Regions from separate parts of the Mus musculus genome. Here all the other regions are linked to region 2. A link is a contact called in public Hi-C and HiChIP or PLAC-seq data. All regions are on one chromosome and are shown on one strand. The core of a region is the stretch at or near the end of the contact, and the rest is flanking DNA. Distances in the headings are between cores, read along the strand shown.

Region 1 (2,700 bases), core at 61-2,560, 340 kb after region 2:
AAGCTGGGAAGTGCCACCACCACCCTGAGTGCAGTCTGGCTTCAAGAGACCATGTACTTCAGTACCCCACACACACACACACACACACACACACACACACACACAGAGGCCAACATGCTCCTTCACCTTCCACCTTTACAGTAACCAAAGTGTTATCAATGTTACCTGCAACCAAGTAATTTCAGGCTCCAACCATTGGCTGCCAGCTAATTAGAGCACATAATCAACTATCCACTCACTCAAGGGAACCAGGAAATTGTCTCAAGTATGCTCCCAAGGCCTTGCAAGATCCTCCAGTACTGTGACAGCTGTCACCAAAGTGTCGAGTAGCCCTAGGGATAGAACAGGTTTAAAAGAAAACTTATAAACAGTTACTGTTGCACCCAAGCAGCAGGGACATGGCCTAATACAGAGCACTTCAGCGACAGCTGGACTGTCAGGGAGACAGGAAAGGGAACAGGGAGAAGGAAGATTCTGGGTCACATATCACCTTGTTTTTAAAATGTTTTTTAAAAGAAAAACATCACCAACAACAATAACCTATTATTTGGCTGACAGCTGGAAAGTGAATGGATTTATTTTGAATATTTCCACATACATTAGGAAAATGTACATTTGAAACTCCACTGGGCATTTATTCTAAGAGATCTGGGCCTTCCCAATGATGCCCTATAAAATCTGTCAAATTCCAAGAAATACTGTAAGATTGTTAATTAGGCATTTATTTTACAACTGGCATATAAAATTTGTCAGATAGCATTTCTATATATTGGTCTTTATTCTCCATACTCCAAAAGAATAGTTTATACAGACAATGTCTTGCATTTTATAAATCTCGACACAGAATTACAAATTCCTACTTTACAGTTTTTGCCTCTAATAATTTCTATGATTTATCCACAAACAGTTCTGAGAAAACACAACCCATTCTTATAATCACTGTAGACTTAGTATCCAAAATCTACTGTAACAAAAATAGGGTGTTCTCTTAAAATAGCTTCTTTTTCCTATAGTCCTTGAATGAGCAAGTAGCTGACAGAACTCCAGATACAGGAGTGTGGCTCCTGCCATTACTCCCGCTCAATCTTCACATCCAGGCACCCCATGCTGCTGCTGCTTCTCAGGAAGCCACTGGTCCCCATGCCACCTATAGGCACTTATACATGGTAAATTACACAGAGCTGGTCTCTAGGTAGAGACCACTTAAAATTTACTAAGAAGCAGCAGAGCCAACAGTTAATACACTAACAGGAAATCACCAGGCAGGGAACAACTGCAAAGTATGACTCAGAAACATTCCAGAAAGTACTAAGCTTTGCTCTGTGATTCCCTTCCCTATGGCACTCTAGCTATCGTGTGTGGGAACCCTCTTGCACTGTCTTCAGACTGTCCTGAATATATAAATGTCCTAGCCAGGGATTGGCTGCTACATTAAAAGGCTTACATCTTACTTGTATGTTCAGATAAATTGGTTTTAAGCTTTTGCTGGTTTCTTAGAAGAAAATGCAAAGCCAAGAGTAATGAATCAGACAACACCAAGGTGAATGGGCCAGATGAGGAGATAAGGACTGAAGCAAGGATCATCATGACCCAGCCATACAGCTTTGTTATCAGGTCACCAGGTCCCAAGGCCCCAGGATTTACTATACTACATCTACAAAGAGCATAAAACAGACCCTTTCCCATGTGGTTTCCAACCCACCCTTTCCTTATCCTGCCAAGAAACCACTTGTCTCTGTCACTGATCTACTGCTGGGAAAAAAAACGCCACAACTGAGGCAACTTGCATAAGAAAGCATTTCAGTGGGGTTTGCTTACAGTTTCAGAGGGTTAGCACACAACCAAGCAGCACTGCAGCACGCACGCAAGCATGGAGCTGGGGCAGCAGCTGAGAGCTCATATCTACCCACAAGTAGCAGGCAGTGAATGAGCGAGACTTGGCTGGGCTTGGTTTTTTGAAACCTCAATGCCCATCCCCAGTGACACAGCTCCGCCTACAAAGCCACACCTCCTAATCTTTCTAAACTGTTCCACAACTAAGGACTAAGCACTCAAACACATGAGCCTATGGGGACCATGTTCATTCAAACCACTCCATTATAAACTCGTCTTACTTCACCTGCTCAAAACTCATCTGTTAAAACCCGTAGTGCCACACAGTTAAAGCCCTCACGGCTTCACACAGTTGAGGACATTTCTATTCTTTTTCTTCTTCCTTACAGTGCCAAATAAGGACCAAAAAAAAAGCCTTTTTTTTTTCACTTAACAGGAAAATGATCTTATTTTACACAATGGTAGAATATACATATTCTTGCCACCCTGATTTCTTTGTTAAATATAAAAATATCAATGAAAAGAATCACTTTAATTTTAACCATAAGAACCATTTAATAAATAAAAAAGCTTTATTATTAACATCTGGAAGTTCATGAAGAAGGAAGCAACTAATGAGATGTCCTAATCTTGTACCTTAGAATTAGATGGAACTCTTCAGTAGTTGCCAGGACCACACTGGACGAAATGAAACTCCTTATCTTCTCCAGCCTATCCCTACTGGTTAGGCCCCAAACCTCATCAGAATCAATCTGCTCTATCACTGACTCTACAGGGGGTACCTGCCATATTACGAGCCCTCAGATCCCTTTTCCTGGAGGTCTGCCTCAAGTCCACATGCCTTCATGGCAAGTCACACTTCTGCCC
Region 2 (2,700 bases), core at 83-2,582:
ACTCCACTCTAATCTCTGAGACTGCCCTTCTATTGGTGAAACAATAGATATATAGGTATATAGCCAAAATAAAGCCACTCTGGATAAGAGGGTACACTTTGGATCATGGAGACTGTACTCTTATGTAGATATATGTGTGAATATAAATACATGTATTGTGTGTGTGTGTGTGTGTGTGTGTGTTTCACATTTTAGTTAAAAAGTTGGCAAGAAACACTTGCAGTATTTGTTCCTGGGTGGTGGCAAATAATATTTTTATTTTTGTGTGCTTTTTTTTTGTCTTGTTCAATCTTTCTCAGAAAAAGATACTGTGATGCAACATGCAAATGTGTTGTTCTCTTTTTAAAAGGGAAAGCTCAAACCTCTCTGAAAGAATTCATCGCTGACCTAAACACTGACCGTTAATCACCAGGGCCCTCAGCAGCGCTGGACTGACTTGGCTGATGGCTGCCTGCTCTATCATCACCCAGGAAATCCAGACAGTGGAGATGGAGCGCAGACAGACCAGGTGAAACTGAAAGGCCAACTTACAAATCAGACACGCTTTCATCCCTGGCACAGAGCTGCGTGGGGGATGGGAGAGGAGCCCTGGGAGCCCTGCCGTGTGCAGTGTGTATATGGTGATATAGTCATGGTGACTTGAGCATGGAAAGAGAGCTCTGGAAGGACTTGGTAAGTGTTCAGCCTTTACAGAACTACAGCATGTACACCAACACACTGGTGGGAGATAAAGCACACTTGACCCAAGTTAACCAGTTCCCTCTCTTCGTTTACACATAGGAGTTTAGCATTCCCACACTAACCCTGGCCATCAGACCCACAACTCCCAGAACCTGGACTGCCTGTCTTGCTGTGATTGCTTCCCTCTCCTAACCCCTCACCCCATCTCTAACCCCATCTCCTAACCCCACCCAACGGCTAGCATAATTCAGTAAGTAAACCCAACCAACATCCTACCTCAGATAAAAGTTGCTGTTGTCTGAGTGTTAACAAGTCAGAGCACCAAGTTTTTATTGCTACCTTTCCAGCTCCCCCCACCCCTGCCCCCGACCTTTGGGCAGTCAGCTATTTACTTTGTGATTCAATTTCCCCAAAAGAGAAAGAGTTTATTTCAAGAGAAAAACCAAGAAGAGAAACACATCACCTATTAGGAATGTATATCTATCAATTCTACTAAGATTACATTTTTTTCCTTGGGATAAGGAAATAAATGGAGTACATAAATTATTCCTGCTCTCAGCCCCTCCCACCACACATCTAAGGGGTCAGACAGGCAGGTCCATGGGGCACTAAGATGACTAAGGCAGTGGGGGGCTGGGGTGATCCTGGAGTTGGGTGTGGCTCTTTCTACTTATCTTCAATGGCTTCTCCCTAGGGACATTGTGGTCTTAATGGAGGCTGCATTAGCTGAGCTGGTGATTCAATTAGTTCTAAATGCTCCTGGACTGAGAAGGAGGGATGGGAAGGTGGGGATTTGCTGACTCCTATTTGCCGGAAAGGGTTTCCCAAGACAATGGAGATGCAATTTGAATTCCCAAGCCCCCCACTCCTTTCTCCATTCAGGAGCCCCTGGGTCATCAACCCAAATGAGATCATGCTTGTGAAAGTACTTTGTAAAGTATTTTCATTACTCATCCCCTCTTAGGAGAAGGGCCCGCTGCCTTCTCTGGCCATCCTTTTGTATACAGATGAGGGGCTTCCCTGGGACAGAAGGACCAGGATGTTTTGAGGAGTGAAGGCCCAATTCCCAACTTTGAGGAATCCTGAACCATCGGAAATGTTGCTCCTCTGCATGGTAAGGGCAGGGACTCTTGTTTCCTACAGGAGCCTTATGTGGAGCCTCAGTTCCTAGCAAGTGCTGCTTGATAGCTAACAAGAAGGGTCAGGTAAAGGAATGTGGGACAGAGGGGAGAGCCAAAGAGGCCAAATGGTACAGAGATGAGGCTGCACATCCTTTAACTTTGTAGGAGAAAGTTGAATTGTCCTAGGGTCTGGAAATCACCCTGGAAGCTACCAGAGTTTTTTTGGTTTGGGGGTGTGGGGTTTTTTGTTTTGTTTTGTTTTCTTGCGGGAGTGGGGGGCAGCTTTAATCTACACCTTTGATCCCACCCCCTGCTGTGTAAAATGAGGAGTTAGCTTAGAAAGTGCCCCCAGGTCCAAGTTTAGCTGAATCTTAAAACTACCTGAGTTCTGAAATCATCACACCTCAGACACACACAGATTCGAATTTCATTGTTCTGGCTGTGCAGCCTGGATGTGAGTGGTTTTCATAGCAAACAAGTTCTCAAGATAAAAAAGATCCCATGCCTGGAAGACTGTTCAGTATACTGATTAAGAAAGTGCTTGCTGTGTAAGCATGAAGACCTGACTTCAGATCCCAAACACATTAAGAGCTGGTCATGTGACTCCAGAACTGTGGAGGGAGAATGGGGGATAGGCAGATCTGATCATGTGGCATTGCTAGCCAGACTAGCTAGTCTCATTTTACACACACACACACACACACACAACACACACACACACACACACACACACACACACAAAAACACTATTTTTGTGGTGTAAACCTGCCATGGCATATTTCAAGAAATGACTATCTGATGACCCCCACCCACTGAGCCCTAGTATTCTAATGTAATCCTTTTCTCTCATAAGTTCATTACCTGGGGTAGAGGTGGTCACATCTGTAAGATACATTAA
Region 3 (2,700 bases), core at 186-2,685, 280 kb after region 2:
GGCAGCAGACACAGACCATTACAGAAAGCCAACTTGGTCAAACTGTAGAGTAAACAGATCATGCGAAGTCCAGTCCCAACTGATACATCTACAAAACAACCCCTACACCTAAGGCTCAGGAGGAAAAGGAGAAGGAAAGATTTTAAAAACCATAGGACCAGAGCATCTGCAGCAAGATCGTATCTTCTACATGAGAAAAGGAAGCTGCCCCTGTGAAACCCCAACAATATGGCTGCCTAGAAAAGGCCTGAACAATGAGCACACCAGTTGACAGGACAATATGATGCAGGAAAGCTCACAAGGCTCCACGCACCCCGACTCCCACCCCACCCCCACCCCCAGAGAAAGACTTACAGGCAATGACTGCTGAGAGAAGGAAAATCAGTCTTCCCAGTAACAAGCTCCTACACACAGAGAGACAGACAGACAGACAGACAGACACAGACAGAGAGAGAGACAGAGAGAGAGAGAGAGAGAGAGAGAGAGAGAGAGAGAGAGAGAGAACTAAAGGAAAATGGGCCATGAAGAAGACACTGGAGATATTAAAGGGGGAGAAATAATGTAAGTACGGTACTCAGATACGAAATTCTCAAAACAATAAAAACAGAAAAATAATAAATATGTAGCTTCAGACAGCATTTTGTTCACCAGAAATCTCTGTAGAGCCCCCTATTTAGCTTGCTCTTTGATGGACTCAACCCTTGCATCCTATTTACCTTATGCACATAAAAAATGGTAGTGACGATGCAGGCAGGGACTCATGAAGCTCAAACTAGCTTCCAGCTCACTATGTAGTAGAGGAAAATCCTGAGCTACTTACTAATCCTCTGCCTCTACCTCTTAAGTGCTAGGATTTCATCCTCAAGCTTAATTATTTGTGTGCTCTGCAGTACTGTCTTCATCTCAGAACCTACACCAGCAGAGTGGGCAAGTTCTGCTACCCACCTCTATCTCCTTTAGAAAACCATATAGTAAACTGCCAGACACACTGGCAGTGCCTCTCCATACAGCAGCACACTGCAGCAGCACAGATCCTGAGACCTGCAGAGGCTAGACAACCTGCTGAAAATCATTTTCCGAGCAAGCAAAGCCAAGAATGGAAATGCACGATAATCAACAATTTAGCACCAACACCAAATTTAAAGTTTTTTGGATAAATAGGAATAACTGTCCAACGAAAGGCTAAGTTAAGTTTTAATGAGTTATAAATGATGCTAAGGAAAAAAAAAAAGAGCCACATCTTACTTCTCCTATTGGTACTTTTAGAATTAGAAATGGGTGCAGCTAAGGACAAAGGAAATCAACTAGCGTCACTGAGCTTGCAGAACAGGCATTCCATCCACAGAAACCTCCACAGCCCTGAGGAACTGAGGGCAGACGCAGAGTAAATACACAAGCTGTACAGCTAGGAGACGGTTCTCCGAATGAACGATCAGGGAAAGCCGGCACAGCCGACCTTTAATACAACCTTGAAGAGAACCTCTAGCTGAGCATTACTATCCTGCTCACTCCCTCACGCGGCAAGGAATCTGCTACATGATCTCACAATTAGTAACCCGTGCAAAGCTGGAGCCCCAGCCCCAGAAACACTGGACAGTCATATCCAAATGTTCTTCATTCAGAAAGAAAAGACTCGGTAACCATCAGCACTCTGCCTGTGAAAACAAGCTCTTCCCCTGAGGAAACCAAGGCAGCAGTGAGTCACCCACTCAAGATTTACAGGACTGACACACTGAGCTAGCACACAAAGCAGATCTCTCCAACACTAAGACCCTGGCTTTGGCTCCGAGCTTCCTTTCCCCAATTTTGGTGAATCTGATAAGATTGTAATTGTAGAAATCCATGATAATTTGGCTTTCCCAGTGCCAAAACTAATCTCATTTGTAGAGCATACAATGAGCAAAGAGTGTTCTCCATAGACAGACAAATGGAAGAAAGCTAGACACCACCAAAACCCACTCCCTTAAAACATCCCAACATGCTGCTTCAACTCTGCTCAACGTCTAACTCATCTCTACTTGACTTAATAGAATTAACCCAGAATGGGGGCGTAATTTACATAGACACGTTTACCAATTCTTTTTCCTTTCAAGCTACAGAACCCTTTACTGTCACACAGCAATGGCTGCCTCCTGTAGCCTCCTCATGTACATTCCCTTCAGCAGCCAGTGCTGCAGTGACATTACCTCTCCACTCCTCTAAGTAGGGGCTGAGCAAGAATAAAGATGAGCAAGGGTACACTCATGAGTCTCCAGGATGAAATGAAATGCCCATGCTACTGAAAAGGAGGCAGGCCTGTGAGCTGCCAGGAGGTGCAGTATTTTGGCAAGGAAATGGGGTAGAGCAAGACCAATGAGGTCAACCTGAATATCTCACCTAAAACTAAATGCAACAAGAAAGTTAAGATATACGGGTATGTATGTAAGTTAAATATATCATTATGATTTACCCAGAGTAAGCTAAATGTTTCTGACACTGTGCAGGCCAATTTGCAAAAGACTCCCATTAGGGGAAGGACTGCAGGAAAGGAGGGAGGGGAAACTGTAGTCAGGATGTAAATAAAAAAATAAATTAATTAGTTTTAAAAAATATTCCCACTAATCTTTTTTAATTATTTATTTTGTTTTTTTTTTTGAGATTATAACTATACTATTTCCCTCTTCCCTTTCTGCCCTCCAAACCCTCCCATACATATACCTC

What was found. Hi-C and Micro-C count contacts between places; a contact is called where the count stands out from the background. HiChIP or PLAC-seq counts read pairs in DNA pulled down with a chosen protein or histone mark.
Region 1: a FOXA1 HiChIP or PLAC-seq map of pancreatic cancer cells shows a contact between it and region 2. The contact joins two enhancer-like sites. A contact is called at or near these places in 1 of 15 datasets of contacts at CTCF or cohesin (the NIH/3T3 cell line), 1 of 484 Hi-C or Micro-C datasets (the N1E-115 cell line) and 1 of 115 datasets of contacts at active chromatin or transcription factors (pancreatic cancer cells).
Region 3: a contact with region 2 is called in a Hi-C map of the N1E-115 cell line, with 2.0 times the contacts expected there. The contact joins two enhancer-like sites. A contact is called at or near these places in 1 of 15 datasets of contacts at CTCF or cohesin (the NIH/3T3 cell line) and 1 of 484 Hi-C or Micro-C datasets (the N1E-115 cell line).

The regions. Positions count from the first base shown.
Region 1 is chr6:33,041,776-33,044,475 of GRCm38.p6, forward strand. The region is part of intron 2 of Chchd3 (coiled-coil-helix-coiled-coil-helix domain containing 3); the gene reads right to left. Among named protein-coding and RNA genes, the nearest start is that of Chchd3, 17 kb to the right of the region's middle. Within about 2 kb of position 1,311, at least 25 of the 459 cell types and tissues checked have an H3K27ac peak or open chromatin away from gene starts, as enhancers often do. A contact at or near this core is called in pancreatic cancer cells, where this site is marked.
Region 2 is chr6:32,705,224-32,707,923 of GRCm38.p6, forward strand. No RefSeq gene overlaps it. Among named protein-coding and RNA genes, the nearest start is that of Gm32007, 49 kb to the left of the region's middle. Within about 2 kb of position 1,333, at least 13 of the 459 cell types and tissues checked have an H3K27ac peak or open chromatin away from gene starts, as enhancers often do. A contact at or near this core is called in the N1E-115 cell line and pancreatic cancer cells, where this site is marked.
Region 3 is chr6:32,988,771-32,991,470 of GRCm38.p6, forward strand. All of the region lies in intron 3 of Chchd3 (coiled-coil-helix-coiled-coil-helix domain containing 3), which reads right to left. Among named protein-coding and RNA genes, the nearest start is that of Chchd3, 70 kb to the right of the region's middle. Within about 2 kb of position 1,436, at least 28 of the 459 cell types and tissues checked have an H3K27ac peak or open chromatin away from gene starts, as enhancers often do. A contact at or near this core is called in the N1E-115 cell line, where this site is marked.